Linked DNA regions of Oryctolagus cuniculus: region 2 is linked to region 1. The links are chromatin contacts, called in public Hi-C maps. All regions are on one chromosome and are shown on one strand. Each heading gives the region's core, a stretch centred on a gene start, on an enhancer-like site or on the middle of the called end of the contact. The rest is flanking DNA. Distances are from core to core; before and after follow the strand shown. Region 1 overlaps LOC127484399 (a long non-coding RNA gene). Region 2 overlaps LOC127484399 (a long non-coding RNA gene).

The links. A called contact is a pair of places that touch in the nucleus more often than the background predicts.
Region 2: a contact with region 1 is called in a Hi-C map of liver, with 5 times the contacts expected there. The contact joins two enhancer-like sites. A contact is called at or near these places in 4 of 6 Hi-C or Micro-C datasets (ear pinna, embryonic fibroblasts, liver and 1 more).

The regions. Positions count from the first base shown.
Region 1 is chr17:21,671,596-21,677,124 of mOryCun1.1, reverse strand. The region is part of intron 4 of LOC127484399 (a long non-coding RNA gene); the gene reads left to right. Among named protein-coding and RNA genes, the nearest start is that of KRT23, 21 kb to the right of the region's middle. Within about 2 kb of position 3,389, at least 1 of the 8 cell types and tissues checked has an H3K27ac peak or open chromatin away from gene starts, as enhancers often do. A contact at or near this core is called in ear pinna, where this site is marked.
Region 2 is chr17:21,719,732-21,725,515 of mOryCun1.1, reverse strand. All of the region lies in intron 2 of LOC127484399 (a long non-coding RNA gene), which reads left to right. Among named protein-coding and RNA genes, the nearest start is that of KRT12, 11 kb to the right of the region's middle. Within about 2 kb of position 1,860, at least 1 of the 8 cell types and tissues checked has an H3K27ac peak or open chromatin away from gene starts, as enhancers often do. A contact at or near this core is called in ear pinna, where this site is marked.

The sequences.
Region 1 (5,529 bases), core at 2,140-4,639:
TTGTGGATCAAAAGAGCAGGATATTGGCATTTCGTATTGTTCAGCGTATTTTGAACAAGACCTTTGGCCACCTTTCAGTTTCCAGCAATGAAGTTCTTTGTTCCAGGAACTGTGTTCAATGAGTTGTGGAGAGCTGTCATTAAAACAATTTAGTGGGGAGGCAAGTTTAAGGGAGATAAGTGAAAAAACATTGATCCCATTTTTGGTGGTCGTTCTTTGCCACTGGTAATGTAATACAAACCACTTAAATTCCAAATTGCTGTCATCCCAGGGGCACGAGCTGTGCATACCTGATATTCCTTTATTCCTTTCTGAGGCCCTGTGAATGAATGCAGATGCTGGTCCAACTGACTCTCCATCAGGGAAGGATGTTGGGCTCACCGCCATGTTGCCACTGTAACCAGCAGGGGGAGCTCCTGCCCTTCATATCAAATAAAGGCTACTGCAACACCTCCATGTCTGCCAGGGAAATAGAAGTTGGTGAGTCCCCCGCTTAGCGTCCTCTTTAAGTTGTTTGCATTGGTGTGTTGTAAGAATAGCGTGACTTCTGGGCAAGCAACAAAGCATTTGCAAAGTGATACAATTTTTTAAAAAATAAAAAGCAAAGAGTCAGAGAACTCAAGGGGCTTCCATAGCCTTGGAAACTCATGACTGGTGCATAGGGAGATTATTGATGCCATGAACAGGAGTGTCAATTGGTAAAGTCAACAACAGGAGTCACTGTGCACTTACTCCTCATGTAGGATCTCTGTCCTTAACGTGCTGTACACTGAGGCTTAATGCTATAACGAGTACTCAAACAGTATATTTCACTTTGTGTTTCTATGGGGGTGCAAACGATTGAAATCTTTACTTAATGTACACTAAACTGATCTTCTGTAAAAAAAAAAAAAAAAAAAAAAAAAGAAATTATCAATTCCCAACTTGACTCTCACTGGGATTAAACATGACAATAGGTCTGATCTGATTTCATCATCATTTTAAAAAAATCATCTATTATTTTTCACTTTATGTTTCTGTGTGGCAACAAACTGTTGAAATCCTTACTTAAGGTATACTAAGCTGATCTTCTGTATATTAAGATAATCGAAAATGAATCTTGATGTGAATGGAAGGGGAGAGGGAGTGGGAAAGGGGAGGGTTGTGGGTGGGAGGGACGGTATGGGGGGGAAAGCCATTGTAACCCATGAGTCGTACTTTGGAAATTTATATTCATTAAATAAAAGATTAAAAAAAAAAAGCAAAATAGATCCTTTATTCGTGGCTTGTATGTGAATTACCTTGGGGAAAAAGCAGGTACGTTTTAATCTTTTAAGTCATTGGAACTCTCCAGGTGTTTTAAGCTGATACATGGCCATGTTCAGTGGTACCTGATGGAGCCAGGGCCCTCCCAGCTTGGGCTGAGACTTGGCAGCCTGCCCCCCGTCCTTCGCAGTGAGGGGTTTGTAGATGGGCCCCACTGTTCCTGTTGTGGCTTCAGCTCATATTCTCTTGCTCTGTTGTTCAGAGCAGAGGTTGGATACTCTTTTATAAAGTATTTTTTAAATTTTTTTTTTTTTGTTTGAAAGAGTTACACAGAGAGAGGAGAGGCAGAGATAGAGAGAGGTCTTCCATCCAATGGCTCACTCCCCAGTTGGCCACAACAGCTGGAGCTGCACCAATCGGAAGCCAGGAGCCAGGAGCTTCTTCCAGGTCTCCCAGGCAGGTGCAGGGGCCCAAGGACTTGAGCCATCCTCTACTGCTTTCCCAGGCCATAGCAGAGAGCTGGATCGGAAGTGGAGCAGGCAGGACTAGAACTGGAGCCCGATGCTGGTGCTTCAGGCCAGGGAATTAACCCGATGTGCCGCAGCGCCAGCCCCATAAAATTTTAGTTTAAAAAATTTAAAAATTATTTGAGAGACAAAGAGAGTGAGAGACGGAAATAGACGTAGTGAGAGTGCCCATCTGCTGGCTCAGTGGTTGGGTTGGGGCTGAAGCCTGGAGCTGGGAGCTCAGTCCAGGTCTCCCACAGAAGTGGCAGGAACCCAAGCGCTGGAGCCCAGTCACCCCTCCCCTGCTGCCCCACAGCGTCTGCATTAGCAGGAAGTCAGAGTCTGTGAGAGCTGGGCATTGGGCCAGGGGACTCTGACATGGGACATGTTTGCCCCAGAATTTTCTCTGTGTAAAGGTCAGGTGATAACTAGTCAGGGTTTGTGGGTGTGAGAGACACTATTGCGACTCCTCAAGGCTGCTGTTGACAGAAGCAGCTGTGGACAGGGGGCGAGCCAGCCGTGTGATTGGCCAACCCCTGGCCTGTGGGCACCTGTTGCTATTCAGGGCACTTGCTGTCTGTTAGTGTATGTTCTCTGTAAACTCAAACTCTCTTCTGGCTAAGAAGAAACAAGCTGGGAGCCCCTCTGGTCCAGCGCCTGTCCTGGTGCCTGGTCCTCCGTGCCGCAGGCTGCCGAGGCGGCGCCCCAGGAGCAGAGGAGCAGCGGGGGCGATGGAAGCCCTGGAAGTTTTAGAGCTGATAGCACAGCAACTCAGAAACCAGTGCCGCCGGAACGGTGAACTTGAAACCTCTCACTCACCACAGGATTTAATCCATATTTTAAAAGAAAAATGCCACAGTTTAAAATAACAGGCACTGACTGGTCTGAAATATCCCAGAAAAATCTGGTTTAAGATTTTTTTAGGCATTGATCCAAGAACATTTTTTCTTTCTGCCTTTTGGTCTGTTGAAAGAGACACAAGATACCCGGATGCCTTTGAAGGTGTCAGTGCCAGTATGGAAAGAAGTGCTTGACAAGCTGTCCTGCAAAGGGAGCCACCTCGTAGACCTGTCACTGCCTGACCTTCTCAAGTCCACCTTTGTGTTGTGTCTTTCTGTGCGTGGATTCTGTTTGCTCTGAGTGTGAGTGGGGGCGGGGCACAGAGACAACACCCTCGCGCCTGCAGTCTCAATCCTCCTCCCCCTCACCTGGAGCTCCCCCAAGGCCTCTGTGTCATTGACAGCAGCAGGTTCCCGCCTTAAAGAAGCATTTAGCTGGGGCTCCCTGCAGAGGAGAGGAAATAGGTCACCAAGGGAAGGGAGGTGAGTTCCCTTCATAAGGAGATGATTTGGTCATTTACCAGAGGTGACAGCGGCACCAAAATGATGCCAGTGGGCAGGAAGGGAGTATCAAAGACGCCCCCATTGTCTCCCTTTCCACAGGGCCCAGATGAACACGAGAGCCCCTTCTGGATACCGTGTGGCTCCTTCACGAGAGCAGAGAACTTAAAACAGTTTTCTTTCCAAAGGACTGTTGGAGCTGGGTCTGCACCCCCTCCCCCCCCGCTTCTGTTGGAGCAGAGTGGGAGGGGTTGGGTTCCAGCTCGTCACCAGGAAGATGCGGAAGGGGACCAAAGTCTTGACCACCCAGCCATAGGCTCCACCCACTATGCTTCTCCTGCTTAGCTGTTTGTGGGACTATCTACCCAGCCTCCTGGTCTCTGGACCCTGGGGTGGGTCTCTGGCTTGCCCACAGGTGCAGGCTCCTAGCTCCCCTTGGCCAGTTGTCTGGAGAGGCAGTGGGACCTCTCTGGGGGATATGGTTTTAACCCTTTGCTTGTCATAAAAATAGTCAGCAGGTCAAGGCTTGTCATAGGGGGCTGGCTTCCTCCTCCGTGTGATGGGCTAAGGGACTGACTGTGGATGTCTCCTGTTCTCAAGCAGCCCCAGTGTGGTCCGAGACAAAGCCCAGTCTGGGTCACTGCGGCCTCAGGTGGCTCAGAGGTGGGGTAGGAGGGGTGGGAGGGAGAAGACGTGAGTGCTGCCAACTTGTCTCTTGGACCATGTTGACTTTTAGTGCAACCACACCTGAGGTGGGGGCAGATGGCACCGTGTCCACCACTTTCGAAACCTTCTAGACACTTAGAGTTGCAGACCAAAGAACAGGAGATTGTGTGAGATAATGTAAGAAGCCGTATTCCTACAATGGGATCCCTTTGGGGGGGCGTGGCACAGCAGTTCAGACGTTGCTTGGGACACCTGCATCCCCTACTGGGGTACCTGGATATGAGTCCTGACTCGCTTATGATCTCAGCTTCCTGGCAGGCAGCATGCTTGCTCCAGTATTTGGGTCGCTGCCGCCCTTGTGGGAGACCTGTGCTGTGTTCATAGCTTCACTTTAGCCTGGTCCAGCCCTGGCTGCTGTCAGCATTTGTGAAAAGAAGCAGCAGATGGGAGATCTCTATTTCTGTCTCTGTCTCTCTTGCCATCAGCTGAGCCTCCTGCATGGGCTGAGTGACTGGAGATGCTGTCTCCTGCCCTAGGGCTGCCAGCCCCTGACACCTCCTCCAGCTCAGCCCTGGAGCCAAGGGTAGCTTAGGCACCTTTGGGTGACTGTTATCCTTGTGTGTTCTTTGTAAGTTAGCCCTTCCCTTGTTTGAAAAAAAATGAACGAACTACATCTTACATGGCTTCCCCAAACCCTTGTACTAATGTCCTTTTTTGGTCAGCCAGCTGATTGTTGTTTTCCGAGGACACTAATGACAACCCGGGCGTGATGCTTGCGAAGCCCCACATTAAGGCGGCTTGCGTCTAAACCTGCCATTCAGGTAATGACTGCCGCCCTCTGGGCAAGCAAGCTGGGGCCTTGTTGGGGGAAGGCCCGGTGGTAACGCCTGGCCACCTGGGCAGGGTGTGAGGCCAGTCACAGGCGCTGACCTGGTGGAGCTGGGCGTAGGGTCACGGATGACTTTATGATGCTTTTGTTGAGTGTGGAAGAAAACTTCAGAAGAGGGTGGCAAGAGCTTGATGGAAGGAACGCGTTTTCTTTCGGCTTCTCAGCTCGGGTTCACTTCCTTATCACAGTGCAAGCTAAGGCAGTAATTATTAGGGTTACTGACTGTGATTAGGGGTGACAGGAATCACAGTTGGGCAGAGGGACTGATTTGTATATTTTAATTTCCTCCTCTGAAGTTCTGACTTCAAGAACTCCTTTATTTTGTCTTCCTGTTAGTGAACAACTCCATAAGAGGCATGAGGTGGGTGTTAAATAACTAATCTTCACAGTTCTTCTTTCTAACTTCATTCATTGCGATATGAATTTCTTGGAAACAAAGGATAAGGACGTCAGTAACAGCTGTGAAAGCAACCAGTGCAGCTGAGTTTAGTGTGGATTAGGATGCAGCTTCAGTTAAATTTATTGTTTCTTCTTAAAACTTCAGCCGTTGTTTGGTTCACTGCACTAAAAAAAATGGTTCTTAAAGAGAGTTTAAGAAGATCTTTACAAATGAATACTCATATGTAGAGAGAGGTGTACTTTGTAGTGCTGTATTAGGTAACACAAGTGGTTGATCTTGGACAAGTCTTTTTCATTCTCTCCAAAGGGTCAGATTTGTTGTGAGCTTCTCATTGCGTGAGAATGGGATAATTTGAGACAAGATGATTGATCTCTTTAATTTCCAGACTCTGTCTTCTCTTCTTGGTGAGAGTCTAAAAAACACCTCCCTTCCAGGCCTAACTTAATCAAACTCTTGTAGGATTAATTTGCTTTGAGCAAGACT
Region 2 (5,784 bases), core at 611-3,110, 50 kb before region 1:
GGGTTGTTGAAGGAAGAAGAGAAGGAAGCACCCAGTTTGAAGAGAGAGAGAGGGGCCCAGCTGGACGTTGCTGGATTGTGGTCTTGATTTCAAGGACAATCGGAAACCTTCCAAGGGCTTAAACCCATGGGTGGTAGGCCCAGTTCTTTGTGGAGAGGATTGGAAGGTGGTCAACCAGCTGGGACATGATGAGTAGTGGCTTGGAGGAGAGTGGTGGTGGAGGTGGAGGTGGAGGTGGATATCACAGATATTTAGGAGGCATAATACCAAATGTGGCCAGGATGTGCTTAGAGTATTTGTTGGGTTAATGAATGAATAAACCTACAGTTTCAGGAGACATGGAGCTTGACCTAGTTAAAAATGTACGGTTGAAAAGTTTTGGACCGACACTGTTGGAGGAATAATTTTTCTTGGATTCTTTAGCTTTAGTTCTATTTTTCTTTCTTTCCTTCTTTCTTTTTTTTTTTTTTGACAGGCAAAGTTAGACAGAGAGAAAGGTCTTCCTTCCATTGGTTCCCCCCCTCAAATGGCCACTATGGCTGGTGCGCTGCGCCAATTCGAAGCCAGGAGCCAGGTGCTTCCTCCTGGTCTCCCAGCGGGTACAGTGCCCAAGCACCTGGGCCATCCTCCACTGCCTTCCTGGGCCACAGCAGAGAGCTGGACTGGAAGAGGAGCAACCGGGACAGAATCCGGCGCCCCAACAGGGACTAGAACCCGGTGTGCTGGCGCCGCAGGCGGAGGATTAGCCTAGTGAGCCGCAGCGCCAGCCTTAAGTTCCATTTGACTGAAATGTGAGACTGTTATTTGTTGATTTTTTTCCCGACAAACCAATAATTAATCCTGCAAAGATTTATGATTCAGAAATAAGTTATCAGGGTGATAGAAGGTATTTAGATCTATGTGTATATTGTGTTTTATGACACTTATTACACATTTCCAGAACATAGTTTTATAGCATTAAGTTTTTGGAGTGCCAGTTGGAATTTGGAAAATGTAACTAAAAAATCTCCCTCTGCATAAATCAACAAGTAATTGTGTAACCTGCTGCTTTGGCTTTGTGTCTTGGGAAATAGGGTATTACACGGGTTGTCCTTGAACTCTTCAGAAAGCGACTCTGTCATGCAACTGTTCACTGTGACAGATAATCATGATCATGATCATGATGACTGCATCCATTTGGTTCTCCTCCCTGCTGAGACCTACCTTCCCCTCCAGCGAGTTCTCATCCTCCCACTGGCCGGCATTCAGTGCTCTGCGCTCACAACACCTTCCAGAGTCAGGGTGGGGCGGGGCAGGGGAGGCTGCCCCTGGAGTCTCTAGGGGGCACCTGAGCCCAGTCCTCCAGCTTCACATACTCCCCGTGGGAGTTTCCCTACCTCCAGTCCTGGCATAATGAGGAGGGGAAACTTTGACTTCATTGTTCTCCTTTATCTAGAACACCACTGATGAAGTTTGGATCTAATTCTAAGTTTTTGTTCCAAGATGGATTATCTCTGCATGGGAGGCTGATTGTGTATGTTTGTTTTTTTTTTAAAACAATAATAAAAGTTGAGTGACTTACTGGATAAGATAGGAAAGCTTAATATTAAAATTACTTGGCATATAGGATTGTTTAAAATGAGTGTCCAGTGAAAATATAAAGCACTACAGAAGTGCTTTGATATAATTTAAAATATAACTAAATATATGTTATAACTTTAAAAATGTGCCTCGAAGTTATCTAACAGTGTGAGTTGCTTTCTTTAAAAATAATAAAAATCAATGAGGAAATGTCATATCTTCCCCCAAAACGTGCACCCTCCCCTTACGCTGTTGTCAGATAATCAGTACATACCGTGTGTGGGACAGTGACACTTAATGCTCATCAAAAATGATGACTGACTCTATTTATACCAACTCAATACAGAAAAAGAGTACCAAACTTCATCATGTTTTGCATTTTCTTCATAAAAGCTGAGGTTGTGTTCAATAGATGATGTACAAACTTACAAATAGTTGGTGCTAAATGAATTTGCTGAATGAACAATACACAAGTAAATGTGTATATTTAAACCTAATGACTGGACATTGTTTAGAAAGATAAAAATTATACTTTGCCTAGTTTAAAAGGTTGTGTTTGTAGTTCTGTTTGGTTTAAATGTGAAATTGTAGCCATAGGCAATTTTTGAAAAAATTCCATGGTACTTGCACGTACATGAAATATTTCAAGATGGATACACTTTTCTCAGAGACTTTGTGTGTATGTGACTTTAGGAGGACAATAACTAAGTGCAAGGCGGTAATTAAAATGAACACATTCTAGCCGTTCAAGGTCATTGTGTCTTGTATGTATTGTCCTTCATGAATCCAAAATGCTAGGCTAATGTCATTGTAAGTGATATTATTGTAATTTTGTAAAAGGTGAGTCATCTGAGATTGAGTAACTTGTTTTGAGTAAAATAATGACTCACTGAGCAAAGCCTGAGGTATCATCCAGTTTCTAACTTTAAATCCCATTGATCTCTTAGACTTTTAAAATTCATTTGGTTTACATAAGCTCTACTTCTTAAATTGTATTATTTTCCTCATGAGTTTGAAGAAAAGTTACATTTCACTAAGAATCTGTGTATAGCAAAACATTAACAATGACATCTTTTAACAACTAAAATTCATAATCAGTTACACTTTTCTGAAAGATTTGATGCATTCTGTAAAGCTTAGATACTTATTCTGAATTTTGTAGTCTGTTGCATGTGTGAAAAGTATTGTGTTTATCCATAATTTTGCTATTAGTTACTCTCTGCTAGTTAAAAAACAAACAAACAATTAGGGCAGGTATTTGGTGTAATGGTTAAGATGCTGCTGGTATCCCATATTGGAGTGCTTGGGTTTCAGTCTTGGCTCCATTTCTGATTCCAGATTCTGCTAGTGCACACGCTGGGAGACATTAGCTCATCCCTGCCACTCATATAGGAGGCCCAGATAGAGTTCTTGGCTCCTGGCTTTGGCATGACCCAACCCTGGCTGTTGTGGGCATTTGGGGGCAGGAACTAGTGGATGTTAGTTCTCTCTATTTCTCTTTCTGACGTTGTTTTTCTTTCTTTTTTAAGATTTATTTTATTTATTTGAAAGACAGAGTTACAGAGAGAGGTAGAAACAGAGAGGTCTTCCATCTGCTGATTCACTCCCCAGATGGCCGCAACAGTTGGAGCTGTGCCAATCGGAAGCCAGGAGCCAGGAGCTTCTTCCAGGTCTCCTACACGGGTGCAGGGCCCATGTTTTCTACTGCTATCCCAGGCCATAGCAGAGAGCTGGTTCAGAAGAGGAGCAGCTGGGTCTAGAACTGGTGCCCATATGGGATGCTGGTGCTTCAGGCCAGGGCTTTAACCTGCTGTGCCACAGCGCTGGCCCCCTCTCTTTCTGACTTTGAAAAGTAAAAACTAAAATTGTGGATGATAGTCCTCAAGCGTGCTAAGGTTTTCCTTGGTCTATTTGATGTTCTGTATGTGTGCTTGTTGAATAGCCCCCTTCAATCTGAGCAGCCACATTAATATTAGTGTTTTATAGTCCGAAAGTGCTTGTGGCTTACAAGACTCCATCATACAAATTGGATTATTCAGTGCTCACAACAACCTGTGATATAGGGAGGACAACCCTCTCCCCACGTGTCATCTGAGGAAGCTCAATCCCTTAGCAGTCGGCTCAGGAGAAAACGCAGATGACATGTCTCTTTTCAAAATTGGGCTTGTGTGGGAGTATGCTTGAAGGCAAGGAAAGGAATAAATGTTTGGAGGAAATATGCAGATTAGCTCATTTCTTCAGTTGTAGAGACACTGGTTGCTTTCTATAATAATAACAGCTGACATTTAATGAGTGCTTCCTCTGTGCCATGTGTCAACTGAATTATTGAATCATAACCATAGTGCGACGTCAGTATTATTTTGCCCTAATTTTATGGACCAGAGAACTGAAAAACAGAGGCTTAAATGAAATCACCAGCAAGTAGCGGAGCTGAAACCCAAGATCAGTCAGCGTGCCTCTGATCTGTGTGCTGCTTATTTTCCCTTGATTGAAAGGTGAAAGACAGAGGAGAAATCTTCCATCCCTTGGTTCACTCTTCAAATGCCTGCAGTAGGCTGGGTCAAGGCTCTGTCATGCCTCTTCCCAGTTGACTAGTTAATCCCTATTTCTCCACCTCTTTCATCCTAGGCGACCACTTATCTGTTTTCTGTCACTATGTTTACATGAGATTTGTTTACAATTTCATATGAATGGAGTCATACCATGTTTTTTTGGTGGCTTGTTTCTTTAGCTCAGCATAATAGTTTTGAAATTTATCCACAGTGCCTCAGTCATTAATTCTGTATTTACTGTTGGCAGGTTGTATTCTATAGCATGGTTTTGGCAGTTTGTTCGCCAATGATTCAACAGTGATTCAGTTATAAAATTATTTTTAAATGATTTTATTTATTTATTTGAGAGGTAAAGTTACAGACAGAGAGGTCCTCCATCTGCTGGTTCATTCCTCAAATGGCCTCAATGGCTGGAGCTGGGCAGATCAGAAGCCAGGAGCCAGGGGCTTCTTCCAGGTCTCCCAGGTGGGTGTAGAGGCCCAAGTACTGGGCCATATTCTGCTGCTTTCCCAGGCCATAAGCAGAGAGCTGGATTGGAAGAGAAGCAGCTGTGGCTCAAACTGGTACCCATATGTGTACTCAGAGACTTAGCCTAATATGCCATAGTGCCAGCCCCTAAAATTACTATTTTTTATAAATAGGTTTTTGAATATTATAGCTATAATTTTTATAAAAAGCTGTATTGGTGAAGAGAATGCATTTAGTTAGTATACTTTTCAGTTTGATTTTGAGCTTATGATACTAATAGTAAGCAATGACATGCGAATCCTAGATTCAATTCCAAGATTTAAGATACAACCATATAGAAAGCCATTTTCATATATATTAATAGATTTTTAATTTTTTATTTGATATTTGTGTTTTTTTAGAGACTGTAATTTAGATTTACTGATACTCAAAACTCTAAATAACTATTTTATACCTTATAGAACTTTCTGGAAAGAAATGATTAAATAATACAATTTTAAGTAATTAAACTGCTACTTTAAAAAATGTTTTTCCCTCTTATTTTCTTCTATAAAAAAAGACTTGCTGGTGTTGAGTACATCTCATGTAGCTTGAACAAGCTGCGTTGGTTTTTTTAACTTTCATGTCTTAAAGTCCCAGCAGGTGGCGTTCTTATCAAAGTACTGCTTTGATATTCTGTAGTGGTTTTTCCAGGTGGCTCCTTTCCTGCTGTGATCTATTTGCAAACCCACTGATCTTGGATAATTAAGATTTATTTTTCCTGATTATCATATAGGTTGTTTGTAAAGATTTTAAAAAATATTCTTCAAACCCCTTGCTAATCCCCAAGAAATTACTACAGTAGTTCAGTACAACCAGTAGTTCCCAGAATTTTCTCTAATCTATACATACAGCAAATGATGGCTGAGATTTTATCAGAAAGGAGCTGTTATTTGGGACTTGCTGGCTGTTCCATGAAATCTCAGCCATTGGAGCCTCCGTGGGAAATTTTGTGAAATCACTGATTCTTTTCAGGTAGTTTCCCCGCAACGTGTAACTCTGCAGGCAGCTGCTTTCGCCTGAACGGCAGAGCTGTAATGCTTTTGTGACCTGTCCTTGGAAGCCACACCTGTCCCTTCCTCTGTAGGTCGGCTCTCTACCTGCTGTGGGATGGGGCCACATGAGGGCCGCTTGTGGAAAACCCCTCCCTGCTTTGGGTCTCATG